Linked DNA regions of Sus scrofa: regions 1, 2 and 4 are each linked to region 3. The links are chromatin contacts, called in public Hi-C, HiChIP or PLAC-seq and promoter capture Hi-C maps. All regions are on one chromosome and are shown on one strand. Each heading gives the region's core, a stretch centred on a gene start, on an enhancer-like site or on the middle of the called end of the contact. The rest is flanking DNA. Distances are from core to core; before and after follow the strand shown. Region 1 holds the start of CISH (cytokine inducible SH2 containing protein). Region 2 holds the start of TMEM115 (transmembrane protein 115). Region 3 holds the start of DCAF1 (protein VPRBP). Region 4 holds the start of TUSC2 (tumor suppressor candidate 2).

Evidence for each region. Promoter capture Hi-C pulls out the DNA fragments that hold promoters and counts their contacts. Hi-C and Micro-C count contacts between places; a contact is called where the count stands out from the background. HiChIP or PLAC-seq counts read pairs in DNA pulled down with a chosen protein or histone mark.
Region 1: an H3K27ac HiChIP or PLAC-seq map of alveolar macrophages shows a contact between it and region 3. The contact joins the promoter of CISH here to the promoter of DCAF1 in region 3. A contact is called at or near these places in 1 of 5 promoter capture datasets (fetal skeletal muscle), 1 of 47 Hi-C or Micro-C datasets (embryonic fibroblasts) and 1 of 2 datasets of contacts at active chromatin or transcription factors (alveolar macrophages).
Region 2: a contact with region 3 is called in a promoter capture Hi-C map of liver, with 11 times the contacts expected there. The contact joins the promoter of TMEM115 here to the promoter of DCAF1 in region 3. A contact is called at or near these places in 1 of 5 promoter capture datasets (liver) and 2 of 47 Hi-C or Micro-C datasets (heart right ventricle and liver).
Region 4: a contact with region 3 is called in a Hi-C map of liver, with 4 times the contacts expected there. The contact joins the promoter of TUSC2 here to the promoter of DCAF1 in region 3. A contact is called at or near these places in 1 of 47 Hi-C or Micro-C datasets (liver) and 1 of 2 datasets of contacts at active chromatin or transcription factors (alveolar macrophages).

Annotation. Positions count from the first base shown.
Region 1 is chr13:33,088,493-33,093,114 of Sscrofa11.1, forward strand. CISH (cytokine inducible SH2 containing protein) reads right to left here and starts at 2,048. Exons shown (of 3, transcript NM_001315788.1): 1 at 2,029-2,048. The coding sequence starts at 2,048.
Region 2 is chr13:32,840,696-32,844,849 of Sscrofa11.1, forward strand. It overlaps TMEM115 (transmembrane protein 115), which reads right to left and starts at 2,227. Exons shown (of 2, transcript XM_003132227.6): 1 at 838-2,227. The coding sequence starts at 1,688.
Region 3 is chr13:33,749,341-33,753,326 of Sscrofa11.1, forward strand. DCAF1 (protein VPRBP) reads right to left here and starts at 1,532. Exons shown (of 24, transcript XR_002337541.1): 1 at 1,426-1,532. It overlaps LOC110256236 (a long non-coding RNA gene), which reads left to right and starts at 1,660. Exons shown (of 3, transcript XR_002337545.1): 1 at 1,660-2,204.
Region 4 is chr13:32,812,105-32,816,700 of Sscrofa11.1, forward strand. TUSC2 (tumor suppressor candidate 2) reads right to left here and starts at 3,268. Exons shown (of 3, transcript XM_003132224.4): 1 at 2,955-3,268; 2 at 1,518-1,638; 3 at 84-1,347. The coding sequence starts at 3,100. The coding sequence ends at 1,282. It overlaps RASSF1 (ras association domain-containing protein 1), which reads right to left. Exons shown (of 6, transcript XM_021068824.1): 6 at 4,052-4,596. It also overlaps a transcript of HYAL2 not described here.

The sequences.
Region 1 (4,622 bases), core at 798-3,297, 660 kb before region 3:
ATAACTCAAAGTCATAAAAGCAAAGAATGTCACGGGGGAGTCAGGGTCTGCCTGCTCCTGAGCTGAGTCTGCCAGGTCAAAGGAAGGAAGAGAGGGGAAAGCAGTGTAGAGATGACAGCATGGACAAAAACAGCCAGGTATTGCTTATGAGACAGGAAGAGGTAGGCAGGAGCCTGTAGCAGGAGGGGAACGAGATCTGATAGTGTAGGTTATAGGTGACTCAGAAGATTTCAATAAGTCAGGGGGCCCATGACCACTCCTAAGAAGGGGCCATAAGACCCTGGCACCCCACAGCCTGCTAATACTTTTCTACCCCTGCTCTAGCTAGCTGTACCTTGGGAGCTCTGGAATCCTTCTTGGGGAACTGGAGGTTGAGTTCCAGGGGACTGGCTGATGGCTGGTCTACTGGGACCCAGAGCTCAGCTCAGGCCCAGGAGTCTTCTAGGAGTATGGTAGGCAGCTAGCCTGTCAGGCCAGATGGAGCCTCTTGGGGTGGACATACCCACCTTAGCAGGGCACACGTGGGTGTGGGCAACCTCCAGGGTTGACATGTATCCAGGTGTGTGAATGGCTGTATTGGTCACCAAAAGCTCCTGGTGAGTGTATATCTGGGGAGGGTTGTGTCCACAGCCTTGTCATCATCATGGTGGTGCTGGTGGCTAGTGTGTTCCAGGTGAGGGTGGCCTGTATGTGTATGTACCTGCTGTGGACCCCAGCCTGTAGGTTCTGCCTGGGAACATAAGCCAATGGGGCGAACTCAGCCCTGAGAGGGAATCACCCCTCAGCAAGGCTGACAACCCAGACCTACAGTTGGGAATCCCTTGCTCCCTACCTCAGGAGGACACTAACTGGTCTGTGGCTGTATGTGTGCAGGTCTTAAAAATCTTGCTCCCTGCCACCCAATGCTGGCCCTGTAGTTTCAAAGGGGCCTTCAGCTGGAGCAAAGTGAAAAAGTATGGGAGCTCGGAATTGGATGGGTCCCAAGGACAAAGGCAGTGGGGGTGGGGGGAAGGTGTTCTGGAGTCCCAAAATTCAGAGAGGAGGAAGGGAGATGATGGAGGCAATCAGAGAGAAATATAGAAGTATGTACAGTCTTCCTAGCCCCTCTAGGTCTCCTCCCTGGAAACAGGACTGCTCAGAGCAAGGGGCATGTCAGCCTTGCCCCACCTTCCACCCTTCTTCACTTGGTACTATGCCAGTTTTAATAACAGCAGTCCTTGGGCCACCCAGCTCTCCCTGGCTGTGGAGCACCTACTCACACCTCCCTGGAGCTTTCTGAGCTCCTATCAGATCAGTCTGGAGAGCATCAGACTCCTTGGTTGAGGCTCTGGATGGAAGGAACGTGCCAAGAATACTCAGCTGAGGCCAAAATTCTGTTTTATCAGTCCCCACCCGACCCGTGCAAGTCTTTGGGAACTTTGGAGAAGGGAGGCAGGAGCCAAGGTCCTTCTCACTTTGGGATCCCAGATTGGACTGAAAGAAGGAGTGAGGCCACTGCGAGAGTGCCTTCAGCAGGACCAGGCCAAACCTAGGGGACAGGTTTGGGGACTAACCCCCTAGGGGATAGGGGAGGGGACAGGCAAGGATCTCATGCTGGCTACCCAAGAAAAGCCTAACTGGCTACCCAAGAAAAGCCTGTGGTAGGAGAGTGGATGACAGTCCAGAGAGGGGAAGGGGCTGGCCCAAGGTCACCACTAGGCCTTTGGGCCAGCAGGCTAGTGTCCAGCGATCAGGGCCCAGAAAGAGGTATGGGCTGCCTGAGGCCTCTACCTGCTCCAGACAGAACCCAAGCTTAGCCCACCCTGTGTTTCTCCTGTCTTCAGCCGACCCCCAGTTTCTCTACCCACAGTGCCAGCAGAGGTAGTGACGAAGTTGTCACCATTTCCTGCTGTCACTCCAGAGGTCTTTCCGAGCTCGGCCATCAAGCTCAACCCGTCAAGCCCCCTTAATAACTCCGTGGCTAGCACGAGGCTAGTACTCTCCCGCGTCCCAGCGCCGACTTGGGAGTGGGCAGAAAGCCGCGCTTACCCCTGAACGCAGAGGACCATGTCCCAGCAGCAGCAGCGGCAGCTCCGGAGCTGGGGCTCGGCCGGACAGCGACGGCTGAACGGAGCCAGTGGGCGCGGATCGCGCTCACAAGGTAGGCTCCCGAGGCGCACGGGCGGCGGACCGGGACTGAGAGGAGGCAGCTCAGGCAAGCGGAGAGGGAGCGGGGGGCGGGCCGGGAGGCGGGGCGGGGCGAGCAGCCTAATCTTTTGTCCTCTGTGTCCCAGCCCTTCCCGGAAGCGACGTCTTCCTAGAACCGCCGGCTGTGCGGCCGGGAGGGGAGGGGTGCGAGCGGAGGCGTCTGGTCCCTAGTCTGGGGCCAAAGGCCGCCACTAAAGGAAACACATTTGATAGATTTCCAAGAACTTTCCAGGAAAATGGGGCGGGATCCTACGTGACGACCAATCGAAGTTCAGGAGGCGGAGCCGAGTGGTCAGGGAGGGCCAATTACAGCTCTAGGACTTTAGGCTGACGTGACCAGGCGAGGTTGAGTGTGATCTAGAGAACCTTGGGGGAAAGACCGAGTTGAAGAAGGCTAGGGAGGTGCTAATGCTCTACCCACCCCAGCCCAGATTTCCTTCCGGCACTTGCTTCGTGGGTGACAGGCCCCATTATCTCTCTGTAGACCAGTGGCAGCACGAGCGCCGGGTCAAAGGCCTGTCCTCCCAGCCAGCGGCTCCTTCAATGTGGTCTGTCTAGTCTGCGAGCGCCCCCTGTGGGCTTCACTTGCTCCCCAAGACTGTTGGGGGAAGTGGGTAGCTTGGGGTGTGGTTTGGAGAGGGACATTGGGGGAGGGATGGGGTGCCGAGGGAGTACTCAAATCCCAGGCGGTCAACGGGGATCAAGCCTGGGGCCACCACGGCCTAAAGGATACAGACGAGATAGTTTTCACTGAGAGCTGGGGGAGAAGGCACCGTTAAAACCTTTGCACCAGGCAGGGCCACCCAGTCTCGGCCCCAAGCTGGCCGGCCCTCCAATTTGGGAAGAAATGACTACCGATCTGAGGCAGGCCAGGATAGTGAGCCCCAGGTCACCCCACAGGACAGTCCACAAGGGTCTCTGCATTGCTGGGCCCCCTAAAAATGTGGGAGAGAGACCCGGAGTGCCAAACACCCAGAGATAAACTGAAGGTAAGATAATAAGGGTAGAGAGTTGAAGCAGTGACACCCCTGCTCCCATCTACATGGAGCACTTGACACATCAAGATCCTCAACAGCTGGTATTGCCCTCTCTGTGCTGAGACCCAGGGAAAAAGTCAGAAGCCCACGCTCCCACCCCTGATCCTCTACCTTTTCCCAGTTCACTGGACTCACCAGGGAGCATCTTGAAAGACCATAGGGGCTGCATATACTTCCTCCAAGCTCTTGGGACAGAGGAGAGAGAGAGTTGGAGAAGTGGCAGGGTCCACACCCCCCTTCCCACTGCCTGATGTGTACCTTATAATCCCAGGTTCCCTGGAAAGAAGGTAAGCTTCAGGTCCCCAAGCAGGGATGACAGACTTCTGGCAGTGTCCAGAGGCTTAAATGGTAGTATCCAGGCTTTCCTCAGGGCAGTTAGGGCTGAGCTTGCCCTGCCTTGAAGGGGATGGAAAACAGAGGAAATCCAAAAGCATGGTGTTGTGAAAAGGACAAAATGACAAATAATGGTTAGGTGAGAATTGACATCAGGGAACCTACTTCTCTGTAAATTTCCTGAAGGGAAGTTGAGCTTTAGTGAAGTTTTACCAGCCCTCCTGAGGAAGCCAGAAGCTGCTTGCATGGGATGGGGATGGCTGTGGTGACCTCACTGCCCACTTTGATGGCTGGGGCACCTGGAGAGCCAGCATGGGGCCTCTGTGTAAGGTGCCATTTCTCCAGTAGGAATTGTCTGCTGCCCCACTTTACTATGAAGAGAAAGGGTCTTCACAGCTGACAAGTAAGAGAGCTGGAATTTGAACGTAGATCCCTGTGGAGACAAATCCCAAGCTCTCTACCCCAAGACTCTACCCCTTTCTTCTAACTGTCACTACTTTACTGAAGTCTTAGTAGGTGCCAGATGCTTTCAGCTGTTTCCAGCCCCATTTCAGCCCCCTACTACATATCGCCTCCTCTTTACAGGTGAGAAACTGAGCCACAGAGAGATATCCCCCATAGACATACCCCTTATCTTACAGGCCCTACCCCTTCCCCTACTTCCTTTCTAGGCTCCTGTGGCAAGTCAACACCTAGGCATCCTTCAGGATCCAACTTTCAGGTCCTCAGTGAAGCCTCCCTGCCTCCAGGCCAGTCAGCATCAGAACACCACGGGCATCCACTTCAAGGCACCCCCTACCAAGGTCAGTGCTTCTGTAGTTCTGTGTGTAAACTAGAGGACCTAAGGGTTTTGCCCTCCAGCTACCCTTTGTGAATTTGACAGCACTATGCATCTCCCCTGCTTGCTGGGGACAGTGGTGTCCCTCTCTTTTGCCCCAGGTGCATGTCTGCCCCAGGTGTTGCAGGTCCCTCTAGCCGCCTAATTAATCACTCCTGCCCCAACTGCTGGACCCACACTGCCACCCAGTGGCAATTCCTCTCATGGTTTCATGTGCCACAACTCCA
Region 2 (4,154 bases), core at 977-3,476, 910 kb before region 3:
GCTGTGGCAGCTGCAGCTCCAATTTGATCCCTAGCCTGGTAACTTCCATAGGTTACAGGTGTAGCCCTAAAAAGCAAAAAAAAAAAAAAAAAAAAAAAAAAATCGGTCCTGCCCTGGCCAAGGTGCATTAAGTGAATAATTCACTGGGACTCCTGGTGGTACTAATGGGTAGGTTTACAGATAATGAGAAAGTCACTGCATTCCCTAATGTGGTCAGTAGGCTCCCTCCGTGGGTCACATGGCTGTCTCCTGGGTTTGGTGACATGCTTCCCAGAGTGGGGTGTGGGGGGCATGGCTAAGTCTAGTTATACACCAGGCTTCCCTCTCAATAAATAAAAGGCAGAGAAGCACGGCATCGGAATTAAGGCCCAGAGAGAGGGTATAGATTAGCGTTTGGAAGCTGCGGTGGCCCCAACCACCTCTTAAGGATCCCAGGTCTCCTCCTCTGTCCCTCCCTCACAGGAGAAAAAGGACCACCAGGTTGATTCTGGTTCCCACAGGCCCAGTGTCTAGGATTCTGAGACAAGCCCAGTGTTAAGTGTATCTCACTCTCTATTAGCCCTTCATGCAGCTCCAAAGGAGGCAGGGCATTTCTGGAGACTGAAGTGGCCTGAGTGGTGATAAAGGGAACTTTTACTCCCTAATTTTGCAAAGCACTTCCTGCAGCCTAGACACCTAAATGCTGATCTCAAGGCCCCAAACTGGACTTTCTCTTTCTGAATTTACCCAACATCTGACTGTAGGCTGCCAGCCAATGTACAGGAAGCACCTCAACAGATGGAATGTGACTTCATCAGTAAATACGCTCTTAACAAGGTTTGGAAGATCCCACGGTACCTTCTCCGCTCTGCATCTTGAGGGTCTGTGCCTGGGAGGCTGATGGTGATGGAGGATGGTGCGCCCACATCATAGCGCTTCACTGTCTTCTGGCATATCTTTACCTTCACCAGGAGGCCATGTACCAAGTTTGCCAACAGCCCCACCACAGGCTGCAGGATCTCAGGGAAGAAGGTGGCGAAAGCAAAGTGGTCGGCCATGTCTCCTCGGCCTCGGCTATGGCGCTGGTAGAAGCGAAGATACACCCAACTGGAGAGCAGCCCAAAGCCATAGGAGGCCAGCGCTGGGCTCTGGAGTAGTGTGGCCAGCCGCAGCAGCAACAGCAGCCCCAACAGCAGCATGGGCACCACACTGACACGAACCTGGGGCACTCGGAGCACCACACAGTCCCCCATGGTTTGCTTGAGTGCCACCAAGACACCACCTAGGAAGCCCAGGGAGCCGTGGATGCGGATAGTAAAAAGGTACACCAAGTTGAAGGAAGCCATGTAGGTGAGGAGGTAGGCGAAGGCCCCCAGCAGCCCCACAGATACGTTCACCACTGAGAAGAAGATGAGCAGCTCCAAGGCCCCCCAGAGGGGCTCCAGCAAACGTCCAGCTACCACCACTGTGGCCAGGCTAATGGCCACATCCCACACATGCTGTTCCATCAGCCCATGGGTGGCCAGGGTCCAGATCCAGAAGTTGGGTGGAAAGAGATAGCCTGGGGTGACAGCCAGGCAGCTCGTGTCCACGGCAAAGGACAGCAGGTAGAGGAATAGTACAGCAACGCACAGAGCCTTCACCACCACGCTGGCGCTGGCCAGGATGGCCCCCAAGTGTTGGCGGGCGCCCGGTAAGGCGCGCTGCATCTTCCCAGCTGGCTTCGGCCTGAGGGAAGGGTTTAGTGGGCTAGGGGCCTCCCCGGGGCCTCGTCCAAGTCCGGCCCCGACGGGAGGCCCGGGCCCGGCCTAGTCAATGGCCTATGGCCCGGGTGAAATCTCCACTTCCGGTCAGGTCGACTCCGGTCATAAACGGCAGAGCCGGGCCTGGTCGCCGGACCGGGGACTAGGCCCTTAGCAGGGGATCTGAGGGAAGGCCCTGGGTAGCTTCTGCACGCCCGCCTGGTCTCCCTGCAGGCCCCACGCCACACCAACGGGTCTGGACGTGATCTTAGGGCTCGATCTCCTCCATCCACTCTGGGATCCTACGGTCCGCGCGGCACTGGAGCCTAGTTCTGGGCCGGAGTCAAGTCTGATCAGTCCCGCCTCGGCCTGGGTCTCGGTTTCGACTCTACCTCCTCCCTTCTCAAGCGCCGACAAACAGGGGCGCTGCGCCTGCGCGCCCCGGGCGGCGGCAGGATGCCCTCTGAGCGTCGGCCTTGCGGCTCCACTGCATGCTGGGATAAGGAGTCCTGGGCCGGAGCCGGAACCAGCGGAAATCAGGATTCCGGGTAGAACACGTCCCAGGAGGCTGTGCGTCGGGCTGTTCCTGTTGGTGGTGAGAAAAGCGTGTGCTTGGGAGTTGTAGTTCCCAGGACCGTTTCTGCCAGATCTCTGGACGTGGGGGAAGGTGCACTAGCGTCGCTAACCTTGAGAGAGCGGCGAATACCAGCGGCAGCACAACCTCAGGTCACACACTTGATGAATTTCCCATGAGGAGTGGCTCAGTGTATGCCTGTACACCTGGGTGGGTGTCTCCTTGCGGGCAGGTATGTGGGTAAGAATGTTGGATGATCCAGTGGGCGCGAACTCCAGGAATTAAGGCGGTCTGCTGTATGCCTGATTCAGGTTGGAATTCTTGCTTTGCTCTTTGGCGGCTGTGTGACATTGGCCAAATTCCTGAACTTTGTTGAAGATCAGTTTCATGGACAGGAAAATGGAGATGATGACTGTACTTACTGTGAGGATCCAAGGGGACTGGGCTGTAAAATGCCAGTCTACTCTGGGCGCTCAGTGAGGGTGTTGCCCTGGCTGCCCTTGTTACAAATGAGGTGGAGCCAGTACTTGAACTAAGGCCTCCAGTCCCCAAATGGGTGATGTTGGGCCACTCTCAGTGGCTCTCCTCCCCACCACAGACAATCGCTGACCATCATGAAGAGAGGTCTCTCCACAAACTTGAGTCAGGCTGGCCTGGGGCCCCCACTTCAGTGCAATGGTGGCTTCAGGCAGGTTGTGTCCTGTGCAAATTGATTTTTTTTTTTTTATATTGAGTTACATTTTAAACAGTTGTAAAATAAAGTACATTTATGAAGTGCAGAATCCCTTCCTTTCCACCACTGATCTCAGTTCAGCTGCCATTGTGCATAGCCTACCAGGTTACAAAAGGTGTTGCTGTCCTTTATCTTTGGCATCCCACTGGATGCTGCCCCAGTGTAGGATTGCCAGATTGAGCAAATCAAGAGGGCACTCAGTTAAATTTGAATTTCAGGTAAACAATTTTTTCAGTATAAGCGCGACCCCAGTTTTTAGCATTGCTTTGTCCCATGCAGTGTTGGTAACATACTAAATATTTGTTGATTATCTGAAATAACAAATTTGACTGGATGTTTAGTATTTTATATGACAAGTCTACTCCAGGATTTTTGGGACTGCTGCAGAGCATGGGAGCTGTCCAGAGGTTGCTAGTTAGGCTTTGCTCTGTGGCCTGCTCTTGTGGAGTGAGGAAAGGTGTCTTCACTAAGGCCTGGAATGCCATCTTTCATTTATTTACCATCCAAGTTCCCCCAGCCATAGGCCACTTCCTTTCTGAAAACTTTACTGGTTTCTTGCTCTTCTCATCTGGGAGAAAAGATTTCTCCTGTCTCAGTTTGTTCATCTGGGATATGGGGATAAACTAGTATCCAACTCTTAGGTTGTGGTGAGGACTTAGCTGGGTGAGTGCAGAGTTTGGAGGGTGTATTCTAAGAGAGTAAGTGTCAGTAGCACTGGGAAACCTCTGCACTGGTGGCTATAAGTCTTTCCCCTTGAAAAGAACTTGAAGGTCACACAGAAGAGAGCTATTAAGAGAGCTGGCTTTAAAATGGACAAGGGTTAAAAAACAAAACAAAACAAAAAAAAACGGACAAGGGTATAGCGCTTTCCAGAGGAGGTCCGAAAGGATTTGCAGAAGCTGACTCAGAGTTGTGTTCCAATGTCGGTGGCCTCTGAGAGCACCAGGCCTCCACTGGGCTGGGAAGGAGCAGCCATCATGCTTGTGGGTGGGCCAGACCCCAGCCTCCTCTGGACTGGGTGCTCAAGGACCAGGTACTCATTCTTTGCTCCAAGTGGGGGATCTGCTCACTTGGCCCAGGTGGTCTGACCCTATGGTCAGAAGCCTGCTTAAACCAGCATCTCATC
Region 3 (3,986 bases), core at 282-2,781:
TTCAAACATGTGTTTCATACTACTGGACAACAGACAGAATAGTAAAACACTGTGCTCAGCAATTACTCAAGAGATTTTGAACATAAAAGGATTTCCATTCTAGCTCCCAAATTCTGTATCTAATATCTCACATCCAAAAATACACTATCACTGGAAAATGGACAATAACTGTTACATACAAAGGCCAAATCTTGACAGCATCAAGTAGAAAAAATACAAATTGATTTCTAAAGAGTGTAACTATACAAGTTCACATAAACCTTAAAAGTAAACTCCCGTAAACTTGGACAAGAAAATTACAGAACAATGCCAATGAACCTCTCACTCTGTACATTAAAAAGCTTTTAGAACACGAAGATGCTGCTAATAATCATTAAAACACGTAGGCTAATTAAAATCCTTCATTGAAAAGACAGCGTAAGAAAAATTGAGGCCAACGTGACATAGACAAGGACAAGTCAGCTGGGACTCAAAAAGAACTACTACAAACACTCCAAAACTACTTCAACACAAGCGAAACCCGAGTGCTAACATGCAGTAAGAGGAAGTGAGACCAAAACCGTCTAGGAAGAGAGAGTTAAGCCAAACGCCTGACACCCAGTTAAAAACGACTATAACCCCCAGAAACAGGCTCCTGAGAAACTTGGCGGGTACTCCAAGGTTTGGCTCCAAGCTGCAGGACCCACACACATCTCATTCCACCCCTCCCTTCCACCATGGGAGTGGGAGGAGTGCCAGGAGAGCTCCGCCCCCTCGACCCATTACGGTGCCCAGCTAGTGCCGGGGGAGGCGGCAAGAGGCCGAGGAAGGGGGAAAGCCCTCCCAGGTGGCTGGAGGCGGAGACAGTATAGGAAAGGGGGGGGGCGTACAGCAGGAAGATGGAGGCCCCCAGTCCGTACGGAGGAAGACGGGGGGGACTGGAAGGTGAAAGGTGATGAGGGAAATAAGAGGCGCCCCTCCTCCAGGTAGGGGCGGGCACAGCCTTGCCCCCTACTCTGGGCTGAAGAGTTACTCTAGGGAAGTTTCTTTTGCCGGCTGGAGCAAGAACGTGAAAGCCCCGCCCCTGAGCCAAGAATCGGGAGGAGAGAAAGTCCTGTCAGGCCGCAGACCAAGCCTCCCCCGAGGCTCGGCCCGCCCCCTCTCCGCCGGCGGCCCAGGCAGGTGCCGCCCCTCCCCCAGTCCGGCGCCCACTCTCCCGCCCGCCTGGCCCGGCGCCCTGTCTCCTCGCGCCACTCCGAAAGAGCCGTCTCCCTCCTTTCTCTACTCACCTTCCCAGGCGGCTCCGCCGCACCCCCCTGACCCCGCCAGTGGCCACAGTTCACACACACAGCCTCAGGTCCCGCACTCACTCTCCCTCACTCACACACAGTGCGACCACGGCTCCAGAGCGGCCCACATATTATGCGTCACTCGCGTGCTACGTACCCCGCGCACGCGCGCGCGCGCGCGCCTCTCCCGACTTGGCGCGAGGCTCCCTGGCAGAAGGCGGGAGGAGAAGGCCAGGGTGAGCGGAGGAATATCGACGAGCCCCAGAGCCGCCTGGGAAATGGAGTTCCGCCTCTATGGGAGGGGCCCGCTAATCCTGATTGGCGTTCGAGCACTTTGCCCCCGCGCATTGGCTTCTGGGAAGTGTAGTTTTTAGCGTAAACGCGAACTGCTACATACTCATTGGTTACTCAGGAAACCGGAAGCGTGAAGTGAAAGACCCGATCCTCCCAAGCTTAGGCTCTAATTGCTAAATACCCTCTCAGTATCTTATTCGGTCCTGGGTGACAAGGGCCTTTGCTTTATTCTCTCATTTGCCCCATTATACCTAGAATATACCAGGATCTAAGAGTATTTCCCAAAGTATATGTGAAATGCCAGCACTCATTTAACAGAAGGCTCTGTTTTTTTCTTTGTCTTTCTGTTTAAGACCTTGCCTGTAGGATCAATAAATATTCATCCTAGGTATTATATGTGAGGCAGAGAAAAGGAAAAAAAACCAAAGACATAGATTAAGACAGGGCTGACCTCAGAAGCCATCTAATTTAATTCCTTTATTTTACAGGTGGGAGAAGAGAGACCAGGTCATACTGAGTGACATGACTAACATCACACAACCAGTTAGCCGCAGAACCAGAGCGACCCCTGACTCTGACACTGGATTTCTTTGACACTGGATTTCTTTTTTGGAGGCATGAAAGAGAAATGTAGCTCCATGGGTAAGCAGAATCTCTCCTGGACAAGATCCTACCAAGGCTTTATTTCTGGGAGTTCCTGAGCAAGTTTCTGTACATTTTTATGGAATTCTCACAGTCAGCACTCTCACATGAGGAACATGGAACATAGCAAGCCTGCTGCCATGCTCACGTTCTATAGCTAGTAAGAAACTAGCAAGAGCCTAGATGGTGGGTCTCTTGATTCTGTTTCCCACCAGAGCCCATTGCCCTCTTTCCAGAAAGAGACTTCCCTCCTTCACTTCAGTGTGTAACTTGAAGCAGCTACTCAGGCACAAAATTCTACAATGATGGGTGGCAGTGCTATAGAAGTGTGTCTTCTCTCTGCACCTCTGTCTCTCTGCACCTCTTTCATGTCTTGTAACTCTCTGTCTCTGTGGTTCTGGAACTTTGCTGATCTCAGTAATGGCCGCTAGGACCCCACAGGGTAGTACAGTTAGCCGCCTATACAAATGAGAAATCTGAGCCCAGACTGTGGCCCAAGGAATGGGGCCCAGGTTCATGGGTGCAGAGAGCCTGGACCATAACTTCCTACATCAATCCTCCTTCAGCTGACTCCTTCAGCTGACTTTCCTGCCATGCCTCCCTGGGCTCTGAACCCAAAATGCATGAGGATGGAGCATTTAGGACTTAGAAACTTTCCCTCTGTCCTTGATGTAACCAGTGTGGTTGTGACTTCCCCACTGACTGAAATCCTGAAAGGAAGAGAGCCCTCGTGGGAACCCAGGGTCCAGCTCTCCTGTTCCTGGCACATCCCCAACCTGCCACCTGATGGCACTGTTCCCCTTCAGAAAATCAGCCTGGGACCCTGGGTAAATGATGGGAATAAAGGGTATTCCAGAGGGCCTATGGAGGAGCCAGGGCCCAGGAGGCTGGGGAAGTAGAACAGGAGCTAGCTACACAGGCCCTGTCCAGCAACCTCTCCTTCCAGAATCTCTGTTCTATAATGCCTGTAGCCCTCCTACCTCTCCCAACACACACACACACACACACACAGGCACTCACAGAGCCACATACCTGCAGGCACTCCCAGACTCCTGCCCCAGGAAGAGGAAGAGACTGCACTCAGGTTATCGGGGCTGTACATACATTTTAAGCATGCTCATTGATACATTTCACAGGCCAGGCATATGTGTCAGAGATACAAGCATGCACTCCTGTGCATTGGCACCACTCCTCACAGCCAACACTTTGACATCTAAGTATGTGCAAACACAAAGCTCCAGATAAATCAGGCCCACACACCCAGCTTGGTCTGGCACATCATGCCTGAGTCATTGGAAAAATATTCCTTGGCCTCTTTGGAAGACCATTTCTGGACTCTCTCTCTCTCTGTTCTGCCTGTGTCCATCTTTCCCTGTGGTATGTCTCAAAAAGAAGCATCCAGTATCCAAATGGGCAAGAAGTCTTGCCTGAGGGCTGCCCAGTCACAGAGGAAGGGCAGGAGTGGCCCAGCCCTGGCCCAAGCACCAAGGTCTACAGGCTTAGGAATGTTCCATCCTGCCCTCATTCCCCACTCCTGCCCATACTCTGGGGCATCAAGTCCTCTGGGCTTCAGGATGCTCTTCCCCTCTGCATCAACTCCTCTCATCACTTTTCTGCCACTTCTCTCTGATCACTTACTTCCAGGCTCATCTTACCCAGGTGCTACCATCAGCCCATCCCCACTCTGGTGCTGCCATAACTCCTGTGTCTCCTTCTGTCCCACACCCACTATCACTCTACTGTTGGCTGAACAAGACTGCTACCGCAAGTGTCCAGGGTCAC
Region 4 (4,596 bases), core at 2,018-4,517, 940 kb before region 3:
CTGGGCCCACACCTACCTACTAATAAGCCCAACTGGTGGTCTAGACACTATGTATCACAGCCTCAGAGGATGCCACTCTTGTATGCAGGGTCTACAAACAATTTTATTGAACAAACAACACAACAGCCTCCCTAGATTGAGGGCTACCCTCCCCAAGCCATTTCTCACACTCTTAAAGCACAGAGTTCGCACAGTAAGGATTTAAAAACAAAAAACAAAAAACAGTGATTTCTATGTAGAAATCAGACTCTGCTCCAACAATATCATGGACTAGACTATTTACAAGCTTTCACATTTTAAGTATTCCTTTTATGGTTCTCTCCTTTCTGTCCCTATCCAGGGGTTCCAGTACTTTCTCTTGACTGATCCTGAAGGGATGGGTATACTGTAGGGGAAGGGGAGGTGGGCTCCTCAGAGCTACTGGCACCAGCGCTCAGGTGCTGTCCCTTACACAGGGCGCTGGATGTGTAAGGGCAAGGGAGATTAGACAGAGTAGGTGGGATGGGGCAACTCCCCACAGGCACAGGCATCCAGAGCCCTTCCTGATCCCCATCCTATGCCCTCTCAATTGGTGGTGCAGTGTGTGTTGTGTGTGTGTGTGTGGGGGCACAACTAGTTGTAGTGGGGAGAGATCAACCTCACCTTGGGTCGAGGGAGACGCCTCCCACACCAGTCCTTATTCTTATTAACAGCCAGCAAACTGTCCATCCATTTGGGGGTGGGAACAGATGGGCAGGTAGGCAGGAAAGATCAGGCTTGCGCTGCCCTTAGCCTCTGTCCAACACAGGAGGAATCGAGGTAGCAAACGGCTGAAATGCTCCAACGAGAGGGTAAAGGAAGTGAGGGAAAGGAAGTTCCCACTTGTGTACAGCTCCCACAGCCCTGGGGCTGGAAGAAGGCAGACCTTGCTTGTAAAGTGCTGTAGCCTCTATCAGGGCTGGGCCCTAGGCAAGCGTGGAAGAAGGCAGGCCAGGCAAGGGCACAGGAACCTGGCCTTCCTGACCAGCATATGCCCTGCCATGCTCCTCGTAGGGATTGCTGGGAAAGGTGGGCTGCTAACTCCGCCATCAGCCCTCGCCAGCCATCAGCCACTTCTTGTCCATATACAAACCAACACCCAACCAACATTGTAGGACTGCCCTGCTCACAGCTGAAGGTTCCAGGCCAGTGGAGTTTATTCAGGGTTGTGGCCCCAGCCTAGGTTCCTCAATGGAAGCCACACCTTGTGCCTGGGGGTTTCTTGCTGGGGCAGGGGGTGCTTATGCCTGCCACCTCCCAGGCTCACACCTCATAGAGGATCACAGGGAAATCCACGTGGATGCGGGGGGGATCCAGCTTCACGATGCCCTGCCATGGAAACAGAGGCTAGTGAAGGCCAGCTCAGGGCCCCTACTCCAGGAAGCCTTCTTGTTCCTCCCAGCTCCGCCCCCAAAAGCCCCCACCATGACAGCAGACCCCATCTGGGTCTACCTCCACACACTCAACACAGGCTCTGTGACCACTGCCCAGCCCCTCACCTGAGGAATCAGGTTCTTATGCACCCGCCTCAGCTTGGCCCGCTTCTGCCCGTTCTTGGTGATGATTGTCTCCTCATAGAACTCGTGAGCCAGATCCCCATCCTCGTCATAGAACATGGAGCTGTGTAGAGGGAGAGGGGAACAGGCTGGGCTGAAGTCCCACACCTAGTCATGGCAAATGCCACAGACCACAGGGAAGAGCGCCCTCACCCAAATGCAGAGGAAAAACTTCGGTGGGAGGAAGAGAGGATAATATGCCTGGAGAATCCCTTGCTTAGGGTCTGGGGTCTACTAGAAGGAAGTGGGGTGGTGGCCAGTGCTACTCTGTCAGACCCTGAAAAGAGAGACCATACCAAAACATCACTGGCTTGTTCAGCAAGAGTAGCCCTTCCATCAGGCTCTTGTCTTCACCCAGGACTTCTAAAGTGAGCAGGATGGTGGCCTGGGCATGTTGGTGTCACTACAGAAGACACTGCTGGCCCAGGACCAAAGCCTGAGATAGCAGATGCCTGGGCTAAGAAGAAGCCTAAAGAGGAAAAGGCTGCATCCTCCCCCACCCAGGTGGCTGATGCAGCCACTGTTGGGATCCCCCTAGTATCTTTTTTTTTTTTTTTTTAAGGGCCGCACCCGCAGCATATGGAAGTTCCTGGGCTACGGGTCGAATCCAAGCTGCAGCTGTGGGCCTACACCAAAGCCACAGCAACGGCAGATCCCCAACCCACTGAGCAAGGCCAGGGATCAAGCCAGCGTCCTTGTAGTTACTAGTCAGATTGGTTCCCGCTGAGCCACAAGGGGAACTCCCCTCCTAGTATCTAAAGACAAATCTAAACTAGCATCATCTGAGTGCCAGTCCCCAGGTGCGAGTCAGGGACAGGCCAATCTAGAGCTCCTGTCTAGACCCCCTAGGGGAGGGGAGAAGTCAGTGTTCCAGGTATGGGAAACATACCTGGTTGAGGGTCTTTTCCCAGGGCCCCATCCCCAATGCTAGGGCCCAGTCCTGCTTTCCCGGCCATTACCCAGAGAGATCCAACCCCACCACTGTGGGAAACGGAAAAAAAAAAACAAAACAGAGGGCCATTCTCCTCTAGGAAGAATTAGAGGTGAGGGAGGATAGGAGCCTTCAGCTTGTAGGCTGGAACGGAAGGAATGAAAGTGGCTCTGAAGTCTCTGAGAGGAAATCCCTATCTTAGGTTCACTGTGCGGAGGGCATGCCCAGGGACAAGCCTCAGGCCCGCTCTTCTCCTCGAGAGACCTTCAGAGCAGCCAGACCGCTAGGAACCTACTACTCCGTTTCCCCGACCCCTTGTTCCTATGGGGACCGGAAATAAGAAAATCATCCTGACTCGGGTGTAGGGGTTACAGCGGCGGGAGCGCCCCATGACGCGGGGCGCCCGGCCGCCCGTCTGTCTTCCCCAAGGCGGAACCCCGCGCCCTTACCCGCGGCGCGTGAATACGAAGGGGGGCACGACTCGGCCCCGCGGTCGCACCAAAGCTTGCTCAGCGACCGCCGCCTCCGGGCCGCCGCCCCCCGCCGCCGAGGCGAAGGGCCACAGGCCCCGAGCTTTGGAGCCGCTGGCGCCCATGTCAGGGCCACCGATGCATGGCGGGGTCCGCGGCCGCTTCGCTCTTAGAGGGCCGACAGCACCGCCATGCCCTGCCTCAGCCTCCGCTCGCAGGTGCCGCCGCCGCCGCCGCCGCCGCCGCCACCACCACCTTCAGGCTCCGCTGTCTCCACGGAAACCTCACTTCCGCTTCCGAATGCTCTTTACCTTGCCCCCTCTAATTGGTTGCTTCTCTCGTCGATCCGCGGAGCAGGGCCAATAGCCGTCCTCCGATGCTAGGCATCCTAGCATGCACTGCGAGACGTCAGTTCCCAGCAGGCCACGCTCCCTCCACCTGGGGCCGCTCCCACACAAGAAACCTGTGGCGGTGTGCTCCTGGCTTCTTCGATGTGTGTGGCGGCGTAAACGTCCACAACCCCTAGAAGTCAGGCTCAGCGGACCCGTCCAACCACCAGGTCCTCTCAAACCAGCACTTTAGGGCCTGACTTCAGGCCAGGCTGGGAAGTGCCTCTCTGGCCTCATTGTATTCCCACGCTGTTTGCTATTCCCACCGTGGCATGCGGAGAAAATACCGAACTTAAGGAGAATTGGCCAGTGGTTGTATGGCTACATTCAGGACTGAAGAACTTCAAATCGTGTTCTTTCTAAACCCACCAAAAACCATGCTTCATGAAGGTTAACATCTGTACCTTCGGTCCCATAAGCAGTGTCTGCTCCACACCAGTGTCTGAATATTTGGCGAAGTGTGTGGTTTCCCTAAGCTCCGGCCACAGCTGATGTTCTTGCCTCTACCATGCCCTGAGCTCCCAGGTGTTGACTAATGACCAAGTACATATCCATATCGCACAACCTTCACAAATTGGTCTCATGGTCCCCGTGGAAAAGGTGCTTTATGAGGCTGTCTGTCAATCTTGGCAGCCACTGGCATGAGGGGCAACTGCAGATGAGGGCCCGTAAAAGAATCCAAAAGCAGAATGCTTAAATCTTTATTCAGCCAATTCTCTCAAGCCCCAGGCCCTGATGCCCTTCACCCCGACCCCTTTCCCAACAGGAGGCAGTGAGCTGAGGTCACAAAATATTACATACATTCGCACACATCATCAAAAATACTCAAGGGAAAGACCCTGGCTTTGACTGGCAAACAAGGCACAGAGGTGGGCCAGTGCCCACACACAAACCCTGACCCAGGGACATCCTCCTTGGAGGAGGCACTGAGGCACCATTGCTGCACCATGAGCTAGCACTACCTGACCCCAGAGTGTCTGAGGAGTCAGAGGGTGCTACAGAGAGAATCCTAGACTTCCTTGATGCCTAGAATATCCATCCTTGGTTGTGACAGGGCTGTCCTGAGACCCTATCCAAGACTTAAAACACAATCTTTCACCATAGATGAGGGCCCTCATCCCTGCAAACATGACCCTATTATTTGTTTGTAGGATCTCAAAGATTCTTGTATCTAAGATACAAATTAAGTAGACTTCTGTCTGCTCCAGCCCCATTGGCAACCCTGGAGCAGC